Linked DNA regions of Sus scrofa: region 1 is linked to region 2. Evidence: chromatin contacts called from public Hi-C data. All regions are on one chromosome and are shown on one strand. The core of a region is the stretch at or near the end of the contact, and the rest is flanking DNA. Distances in the headings are between cores, read along the strand shown.

The links. Hi-C and Micro-C count contacts between places; a contact is called where the count stands out from the background.
Region 1: a Hi-C map of omental adipose tissue shows a contact between it and region 2, with 1.9 times the contacts expected there. The contact joins two enhancer-like sites. A contact is called at or near these places in 5 of 47 Hi-C or Micro-C datasets (alveolar macrophages, embryonic fibroblasts, epiblast stem cells and 1 more).

What each region holds. Positions count from the first base shown.
Region 1 is chr15:118,175,897-118,180,760 of Sscrofa11.1, forward strand. No RefSeq gene overlaps it. Among named protein-coding and RNA genes, the nearest start is that of MREG, 95 kb to the right of the region's middle. Within about 2 kb of position 2,250, at least 3 of the 83 cell types and tissues checked have an H3K27ac peak or open chromatin away from gene starts, as enhancers often do. A contact at or near this core is called in omental adipose tissue, where this site is marked.
Region 2 is chr15:118,005,072-118,009,805 of Sscrofa11.1, forward strand. No RefSeq gene overlaps it. Among named protein-coding and RNA genes, the nearest start is that of MREG, 270 kb to the right of the region's middle. Within about 2 kb of position 1,845, at least 12 of the 83 cell types and tissues checked have an H3K27ac peak or open chromatin away from gene starts, as enhancers often do. A contact at or near this core is called in omental adipose tissue, where this site is marked.

The DNA.
Region 1 (4,864 bases), core at 1,000-3,499, 170 kb after region 2:
GAGCTTCTTAAAGAAATGATTCAGAATCTAACAAAAAAATGATACAAAGAACTGAACAAAACAGAAACAGACTCAAAGATTTACCCTCTTTGCAGGAAGTGTCCTCTCTCCTTTCCATCCATGCTTGAAAGTCCAGCCTCTCTGGACCTGTTTTCTTGCATCTCCTGTTTTCTTCCCTACTCCCCACCCTCGCCTCCCTGCTTTACCTTTCTCATCATGGCCAGGTTCCTGAAAAGCCAACCACACTCTTCCCATTGCTCAGTTCCTTTCTGCAGCTCGCTCCCTTGAAATTGCCCACCAAAAAGACAACTGCATGGCACTGCTGGTCTTTTCCTTTGTTTTTACATGTTCTGATTACATTCAGGTCTCAGGCAAACAAGCATACGCCAATCTGTATGCCAAGGGGAGATATATATCCAGATATGTGTTCTTATCCACAAATTAGTTAAAGCAACATACTAAATACTTTTCCAGGTCTTTTGTTTTCTTTTAGTCATAAAACAATTCAAGCTACTTGGAAGTAAGAACTATGTCCTCTTGTTTCCAGTAGTGGGCCTGAGGACATGCTTGCAATCAAATTAGAATCAAATAAGGATGCAAACTATCGCCTTTGGAATGGATTAGCAATGAGATCCTGCTGCGTAGCACTGGGAACTATGTCTAGTCACTTACGATGGAGCATGATAATGTGAGAAAATAGAATGTGTACATGTATGTGTAACTGGGTCACCATGCTGTACAGTAGAAAAAAAAATTGTACTGGGGAAATAACAATAAAAAAGTGAAAACAAACAAAAAGAATAAAATAAGAAATAGAATTCAAACCATCTCTATCAAATGAAATCAGCTGCACTTGTTCTCAATACTGAAGCTTCCATGACTTCAGAACAGAAGTAAGAAGAGTGATATTATTTAGGAAAAAAATTTTTGAAAGTTGGCCTGTATTACAAAGAATGCCCACTTCCCATAGACAAAAGAGTGATAAAAGGAAGAAACTGTTAGCTCTGTCAAAAACTTGAGTTAACTGTGTTAGCAGGAAGATAAGGGGAAATACACTCTGATGCATTGCGAGTACGAGTGTAAATTGATGACATATTTTGTAAAAAGATTTATTAATATATATCAAAATTAAAAATGCACAGAGGAGTTCCCATTGTGGTACAGCAGAAATGAATCTGACTAGTATCCATGAGGATTTGGGTTTGATCCCTGGCCCTGCTCAGTGGGTTAGGGAACCAGCATTGCCGTGAGCTGTGATGTAGATCAAAGACGTGGCTCAGATTCCATGTTGCTGTGGCTGTGGTGTAGGCCAACAGCTGCAGCTCTGATTCGACCCCTAGCTTGGGAACCTCCATGTGATGCGGGTGTGGCCCTAAAAAGAGAAAAAAAAAAGGGCATATACCCTTTGACCCAGCAATTCTACGCTTTTAGAACCAATTCCACATGTTTACTCATATCTTGCCCAAAGATAGGTATATTGTGATATTCATTGAGTCATTTTAAAAAATGAAGCAGCTTATTATCTATGACATGATTGCCAAGATAAGACATGCAAAAAAGCAAAATGCAGAACAATGTGTTTAACGTGCTAATATCTGTGAAGGTAGGACACATACACACACAAACTTGAATTTGAAAACACTATAGGCTCATAGACACACACATACACATTTGGACTTGAAAAGACTGTCTCTGGCAGCTTATCCCAGAACATTCTCTCAGCACCTGTCTTTAGGGAGAGGAATAAGTGACTGGAGACCTGGGGCAGGAAGGAAATTTTCTTTCCCTCTACATTTTTATGTGCTGACTTAAAAATTTTTTTTTATTGTGCAAGCATTAAATTTTTTTGTTTTTTTAAACAAAAAAAAAATTTAAGTTTGGGTTAACTTGGACAGCATTTTTCCCCAACTGAGTGCTAAGAATGGCTGTGATTTAAACATTTTTCCCAGTTAAGTGTGAGGAGTTGCTGTAAGATTTGAGAGGCATGCGTGGGCCAACTCTGAATGGAGATGTATCAGCCCTGGATCTAAGATGAAAGAGAATTTTCTGTTACCTCCCACTGGCTTTGAGTTTCGCTATGTTCAGAAGTTTTAAATGAGGTGTTGCTGTAAAGAAGGCACAAATTACTCAAACCAGACACAAGAGCCAGTCTCATTAGTTCACATTCCTGTCTCTTAGGTCATCCCATGGTCATTAGCGATTGTTGAAAGAAGCTGCTAGGGAAAAATCTCACTGCTCCAGGAAATGTGTTTCCATCCTACAGGTTCTGGGTCTCAGAATGTCAGCAATAACAGTCACTAGCCACAGTCCAGTCTGTTTCTGTAGCAGGCGGAAGGAGGCATCTTAAGGCCAGTAATGCCGAAGTCAGTATCACTCCATCCTTTCAGCTAGCCCCTGAAGCTCTCTATTGCCAACACTCGACTGCAAGGGCATGGCACCAAGGCAAGTCTGGACCTTCCACTTCTAGCTCCGCATAACTCTGCTCTCTTCCCTTAGGAGTCCCCCTAGTCTGACATCTTCTCAGCAATCAACCTCACACCCCGGGAAAGAAGGGGACATTCTGGAGACTAGGGTCCCCTGAGCCATCTTCGAAGCACCGGAAGACAGCCATTAGCAGACATTCTGGGACCTGGGGCAGTTCTGGTCCTCATAAGAACTGTTTTTGGAGAGGCAATTTACAGCTGTCACTGTTGTCAAGTGCAAATAAATTTTTAATAATAAGAATAAGAGCAGTGGATTGATACCTTGGCTCATCTGGAACAGCCATCCAGGGATATTCCAGCCTTAAAGTTTTATCAGCTCAAGCTAAAATTGATATTTCCACCCCACAGGGGAACATTTCGGCCCTTAATCTATTACAAGCAGCAGTGGACTTGAGAACCAAAGACAGCTGAGGACTTGGCCATTGCCAGGTAGCCTGTGAGAGAGGGACCACCGAGGAATTGAGGCCCTTTGCTGTGTTGCTGTGTTTCTTTCACTAGTCTTTCTTTCCAACTTTCCTGTAGGTGTGGTAAATCCAAACGCATAGTTCTCAGAAACTGTAACTCACACTTTAAGTGTCAAGAAATCTTAGAATGTGAAGACACTTTGAACAATCCACTCTTCTCAACTTCAGCCTCTGGCATTGACCAAGGAAAGCGTTTTTGGCATTGCCCTCCTCAGTCTCGCTCACATGCTATCAAGACTCACCTATGGGAGGAGAAATACTTCCAAGGACATCATGTGAATTTATATCTTTTTCTTTCTTTCTTTCTTTCTTTCTTTTTTTTTTTTTTTTTTTTTTTTTTTTTTTTTTTTTTAGGGCTGCATCCACGTTATATATAAGTTCCCAGGCTAGGGGTTGAATTGAAACTGCAGATTGCAGCTGGAGGCCTACACCACAGCCACAGCACCTCAGGATTTGAGCCACATCTGCAACCTATACCACAGCTCACGGCAATGCTGGATCCTTAACCCACTGAGCGAGGCCAGGGATCGAACCCACGTCCTCATGGATACTAGTCGGGCTCATTACCACTGAGCCACAATGGGAACTTCCATGAAGTTATATCTTTACACATCCAGTATACTGACGACTCTTGAATCCCCATACAGTATGAAAGCGAACATAATGCAAGTAAAACCTGAATTGACTTTAGCCTGATTTTTGCAGGAACAGAGACTTATAAATCACTATATGTGTCAGACTCTGCCCTTTTCCCTGATTTGGTAATCACCCTCTTAGTAATTCGGGAGATCTAAGCCAGACGTCTGAATCTACCATGGGCCCTGACTTTACTTATTTAATTCAGCTGAGAATCTGGGATATTATGTTCTATTAATTCACTGACAAACTATTTTTAAATCAATGCTTCAGAGTCAACTTCTTTGTTAGATGTTAGATTGGATAGAAATACATGCAGTAAGAAGTAATTCTCCATTCTGGCTTAAATTTGTTATTGTTCTATTCACATAAGAAAAGGGAAAAAAAAACTCTCAGATGCTCTCAAGTTCCATGGACATTTTTGTCTGTATGTTTATTCAGAAAGGAGTCCAAGTCTACAGTTTCATTTTCATATTTTAAATTAACAGCAAGAGGAATAGCTCAAGCCAATTCAAAAATACCAGTTATTTTGAATGAAAGCTAAAATTATGAAAATTAGTTAAAACCACGAATTATGTCTAGCTTTAAACTATCTCAAATGCACAGATATCTTTTAGCCACACTTCGTGTGAAAAGAGTTTTAAAGGTTTTTAGAAAAAGGTTTGACTCTTTTTCCTCGCCTTTCTCCAGAACAACTTGTTCAAGTTCTGTGGTGCTAAGACCTGGAGTTAACTACTATGATTCATAATGGATTTTCAAAAATTCAAGTGCAAGGAAAGAATAAAAAGCCCTCCACTGATGTTTGCCTATTGAAGGAAGAGGAGAAAAAATGAGTAAGCTGATAGAGCTTTAGGATTCAAAGCAATGGCTTGTGCTAAATTCCTCATAAAAAGGTAAATTCTCGGGGTCTCCTTTCAACCTCGAAACTAGAGGTTGATTTTGTGTATGACTGCTAATGAGATCCGTGATCGCATGGGTCAGAAATACCAGGCCACATCAGGCACATTGCTTTCCCCCACCAATTATCGACGTCTCCGTCTTTAAAAGCATAGATTCCTTTCCTAATTTTACCACTCAACTTCAAATGGCCTCTTTTGGTCTGAGATCAACAAAAACCATTCAGAACGGACTTTTCAGATATTGTATTCTTTTTTCCAGTCTTTGTGCGAATGCTCTGATGAAAAGAAAGAAAACATGGTCTCAGAAGGCCATGTCTGTGCATGTTTTTTAGTGCCCTCCTTTCAGAGTGTTCCTTTTATGTAGAGGGTATCCCCCTCCTGC
Region 2 (4,734 bases), core at 595-3,094:
AAACCCAAAAGGATCTATTTCTGGAGAATAGACCACAGCATGAGTGGGAGAACGGCTGAGGGGGTGGGGGTGCCTAAAAAACCGATAGGTCAGCATTTAGCTCCGAGGGAGTTGAAGGAAAGAGGATTCCACGGCATGTGTGTTTTCTCTTTCAAGTCTCTCTTTTGTCCCCTGACATCAGGAAATGCAGTAGACATTTGTCACTGGCAGCTCTTTGGAGCTCAACGTTCCTTCCTCCCAGGCTCCAAAAGGGGACTTCAGACAGTGGAAAGAGTCAGATTTTGCAAACCAGCAGAATTTTTGTGCAGTGTTTATCAGACAGGCTAGAGCCTGAGAAGGCAGACTTTGGGAAATAGTTTAAACAGTTCATAAATCAGATGTAATTGAAAAGGATAGGGTCTCTTTTCTGAAAGCCCTGCTAACTTTCCTTTTATAATCCCTTCACTGGGACAAAACTCTAATGTGTATAAGGACCAGGGGTCTCATGAAGTCAGTTTGCCTCAGGTCACTCAATGTAATTTGTTTTTTCTGGCCAGATCATGAAACAAAACTGCATTCTGCTTCCTGTTACATTCTATGATACCATCTCTTTTGATATTGTCAAGTGGGTTATGCCAAGCTGCAATAGTGTTACTGATAACAAATTCTTTGGAAAAATCTTTTTGTTTGTTTTTGTACACACCAAATGACAGCAGCTGATATCAGCTGGAGTTCTTGGCTGGCCAGCCAGTAAAGACTGTTTCATATGAAATTTAAAAGAAGCCCTAGAAATATGATGCAAAGCATTTTTGCCCCCCATGCTTTGAAACTGATGGACTTTCTATGGCTTTCCAAAATGATACTTGGTATACTGATCAAAATGCAGTTGCAAATGAGGCAACCAAATGGTTGCCTAAGATTTTCCTTTGAACTTAATATATTATCAGTTATGACAGTAGAATGAGCAGCTTGGGAGGAGTTGATAGTGTTCTTAACTCCAGGGAGAACCAAAGACATCAGGAGTTCAGAAGAATGGAGTAAAAGTGACTCACGTGTAAAGATCAGGCAAATATCAAAGAGAAGAGCAGAGTCAAGTTCTGAAGGGCAGACTTTTCCCAAGTGCCAACCAAGAGAATTGCTTTTTATTTTTTCCTGATTGCACGGTCACAGGAAATGGCTGTTCAAAGCTGGAGGATAAGTTAAAAAGTGGTCGGGTGCCCAGGTTCTAGTGTCTGAGTCCGAGCCCCAATCAGTCAATCACAGGGCGTTGGTTTTCACAACAGTCCTTTTGCAACAGTGCCTCATCCTTAAGGCAACAATTTTAGCAGATCCTTCCCGTCCCGAGGTGCCCTATTCTCCAAGTACACATAGTTTACACACTCTCAGGCAATACCTGAGGAAAGACTGGAATTGACTTATGCACATCACAGCACATTCCCTGTAGGGATCATGGGAATGCCACGTTTATGGTGTGTGCCAGGTGGGCACAAGATTCCTCATTGACCAGTTATTTTGTGTTGGGCTAGGTTATTGAGGGAAGAGAATCCATGCTTTGTTCCATCTCACTTCTGGGTGAGGACTGGCTGGGGACTGGGCTTTTTCCCCTAATGACTTCCAACCTGGTTCCTCCAGCCTTTCTCCTCCAGAGCCTACCTTCATCTTGACTGGCTTCTTCAGAACAAACTTGGCCTCATCTGCTGTGGTAGAACAGAATCATCTGCTCAGATCATCTGCCCAGAAGCTCGGGTCATATTTCGAGCCAATCCAGTGTCTTCTAGACTTGTTGTATGATGTATTTGGCCCTGTGGGAATCCTACTGAGAGTGCTGAAATGCCAGACTGCCATTTCTCTTCAGACTTAAAACCACCTACACTCAAAGCAGGGTTTAATCTCTGACAGGGGGCTTTCTCCTGTTAAAAACCCAACAGTGTGCAATGCTTTCACCTGCTGAGGAATCTTCTCTGTCCTATGGGAGGAGTAGGAGCAACAGAAGAGTGAGTATAAGAAGGAGAACAAAAGCTGTGTTCATACCCTTGAGGAAAGAGCAATCATACCAGACAAGATCAGTGAAAAATGTCTAAAGAATCCATTTGTATTCATCCACCCAGAGTCACAGTTAGGAGATTGAAATAGAACCACTGAGGGAGGTTTGGGGTGATTTCTCTGAAAGAGCAGCTGGGAAGATTTTTATTAACTCTGGTACCAGACCCACAGATGCTACCACCTCTGCTCTTCTTGCCTCCACATATGGTGATCCAATGTCACAGGATCCCTATTTCTGAAAGCTTTCAAGCCCCTCAGATGGAAGACCAGAAAAGCCAATAAAGTTGGCCACTACTTTTTATTCCACCCACAAAGCTGGTGAAAGGGGAAATGTTTCCATTTATGCCCTGGTATGAATATGAGTTTTCCACCATGTGGATACCAGTGTTAACAAGGTGAAAACACTCATCTACTGGAAAGATCTTTCCTGCTGTTGGTACACATGTTAACACAGTGCCACACTCAAATGTTACCTGATAATTGTTTTTGAAGATCACCGTGAGTAGGTAAGAAACTTCTCTCTCTCCTTCTACCACCCAGATCCTGAATGTATTATCTCTGGAAACTGTGGTCTTGCCCTCACCTGCCCTTGAGCGCCAAGCTCCAATGAAGCAGGATAGAGAATCATCCCTGCTGATCTGCAGGTGCAGCATCCAGCCCACACTGGAGGGTAAGGCATGGAAGGGGCAAGAACTCTGTCTTCCTCCTGTTCCAGATACGTTATTCTTAAGAATTAAAAGAGAGAATGAAACTTAGGAAAACTCATACAATTTTCTTTGGAAAAATAATGACTAACCCAAGTCTCTAATATCCCTGGGTTCCAGGAAGTGACCAGATTCCAAGAGGACCATCTACCAAGGAAGAGACACTGAACAAAGTTTGCATGGAAGATATATTTCTGTTGCTTTATTTCCAGCCCTGGTTACAATGGATGAAATTGTTATAGGACTATGAGAGATATTTTCCCTTATAGTTCTTGCCTATACACATAAACAAAGGAATGGTAGGCTAATTCCATTATTAAGATATGGTAGCAGATATCCTCCAGCTACAATGTTTTTACTAAAGAAAAGGGGTTAACATTTTAAAACCTGAGATCTGTTCAGTAAATTAGACAATAAGGTAGAAGACAGCTAGTAAAGATCAATGATGATTGCTTTTCAAGGGGACTATTCCTGGTATAAGTAACATCTCCTGTAGGTATCCTAAATTCTCAATCAGAAAACACAATGCTTGTTGGTTTAGAGTCAGCTTTTTCAAATCCAAAATAGGTGATGAGCTGTCTTTTTTTAAGCTGAAACTTTCTTAATGGATACTAATCCAGTCTCTCTCATGCTCTGAAAAGGGAACCCATTACAAAACCCTCTTAGAATTCTCCTTACACCATACATGGCATGGTGAGTCAGTGATGTTTTTTCATTCCAAAGCATTAGAGAAGAGACTGAGAGAAATTGTCTGTAACTGCTCAAGGCAGCATCTTTACCCTTCTGCCAAATACTGAGTTGCCAGCTGGCAGGTCCCAGTACTCTTTAGTCCTGCAGAAGATCACGTATGTGTGGCTGAAGATGGACATAAGTTGTTCTGTTTTACCCTGAATCATCTTCAAGAATAAACAGCAAAGTGCATCACCCCTATTAAGATGACTGACAGTGCAAGCCACAGGGTAAATTATGAATAAGTTCCCCACTTTACCCCTCCACCAAGAGCAGAGGACTGTTCCCAAAGCTTCTTAGCCTCCTCCATCACCCCAGTGCAGGATTTCAATCTGCTCTTTCTGGACAGAAGCTCGTGTTTCATAGCAGTGATTCATAGATTTGATTCATTGGACCTCAGCCTTCACTATTTTTGCCTATAACACCCCTACCATCATTTTCCAATATCTTATGATCATACCATAATTTAAATTCTGCTATAATTTTTCAAATTTAGAAGGAAACCATGCAAATAACCTAATAAAATCAAAATAATGTCATTATAATTTAGATGTTATTACCTGCTGAAGTGTTGAGCCTAAGGCCCATTCTTTCTGCTAAAAGGGAGGTTAACATGTGCTGGAAAGGTGTTAAAGACACATTAGTGCCAAAGAAAAACTTCCCCTTGATCCATTCAGAAGGGTTGAAAGAGAATGGCAAAGGAAAATCTCTCATCTTGTGTAATTCCATTTTATTTAATGTCATAACAATTTCATTTAATCAAAGTCATCTTGGGTACCACTTAGAATCATCCTGTAAATTCCACACTTTGGGAAACAGGACAGAGCAGCATTTCCCAAAGTGTGTGTCTAGGAGTTAGTTTAGCCACAGGTTAAAAGCAAATTCCCTGGCTCCACCTGCAGTCTTCTGGATGAGATCTTAGGAATCTGCATTTTTAGTAGACTTCCCAGATGGTCCTTATATACACAAATATTTGTTATTTTCAAACATTTATTAGCCAAGTGATCCTTTCTTCCAATAAAACCCTTCAGAAAATGAGATATTAGGCAGAGGACCAGAAGGCCAGAGTTGTACCTTCACCTCCCTTGGCCCATGTAGCCCCAGAGCACCTCCATGGAGCTGCCAGGATCTGCAGAAGAGAGTGAGAAAATGTGTGTTCTTTCTTTCCTTTTACTTCTCCTTTCTCCAAACTTTCCTTCCCCAAACAGCCAAAATTGCCTGGGCTTATTTGTTTTCAGATTGAGAAATCGTCTCTAGCCTCTGTGTTACTTATCAAAGA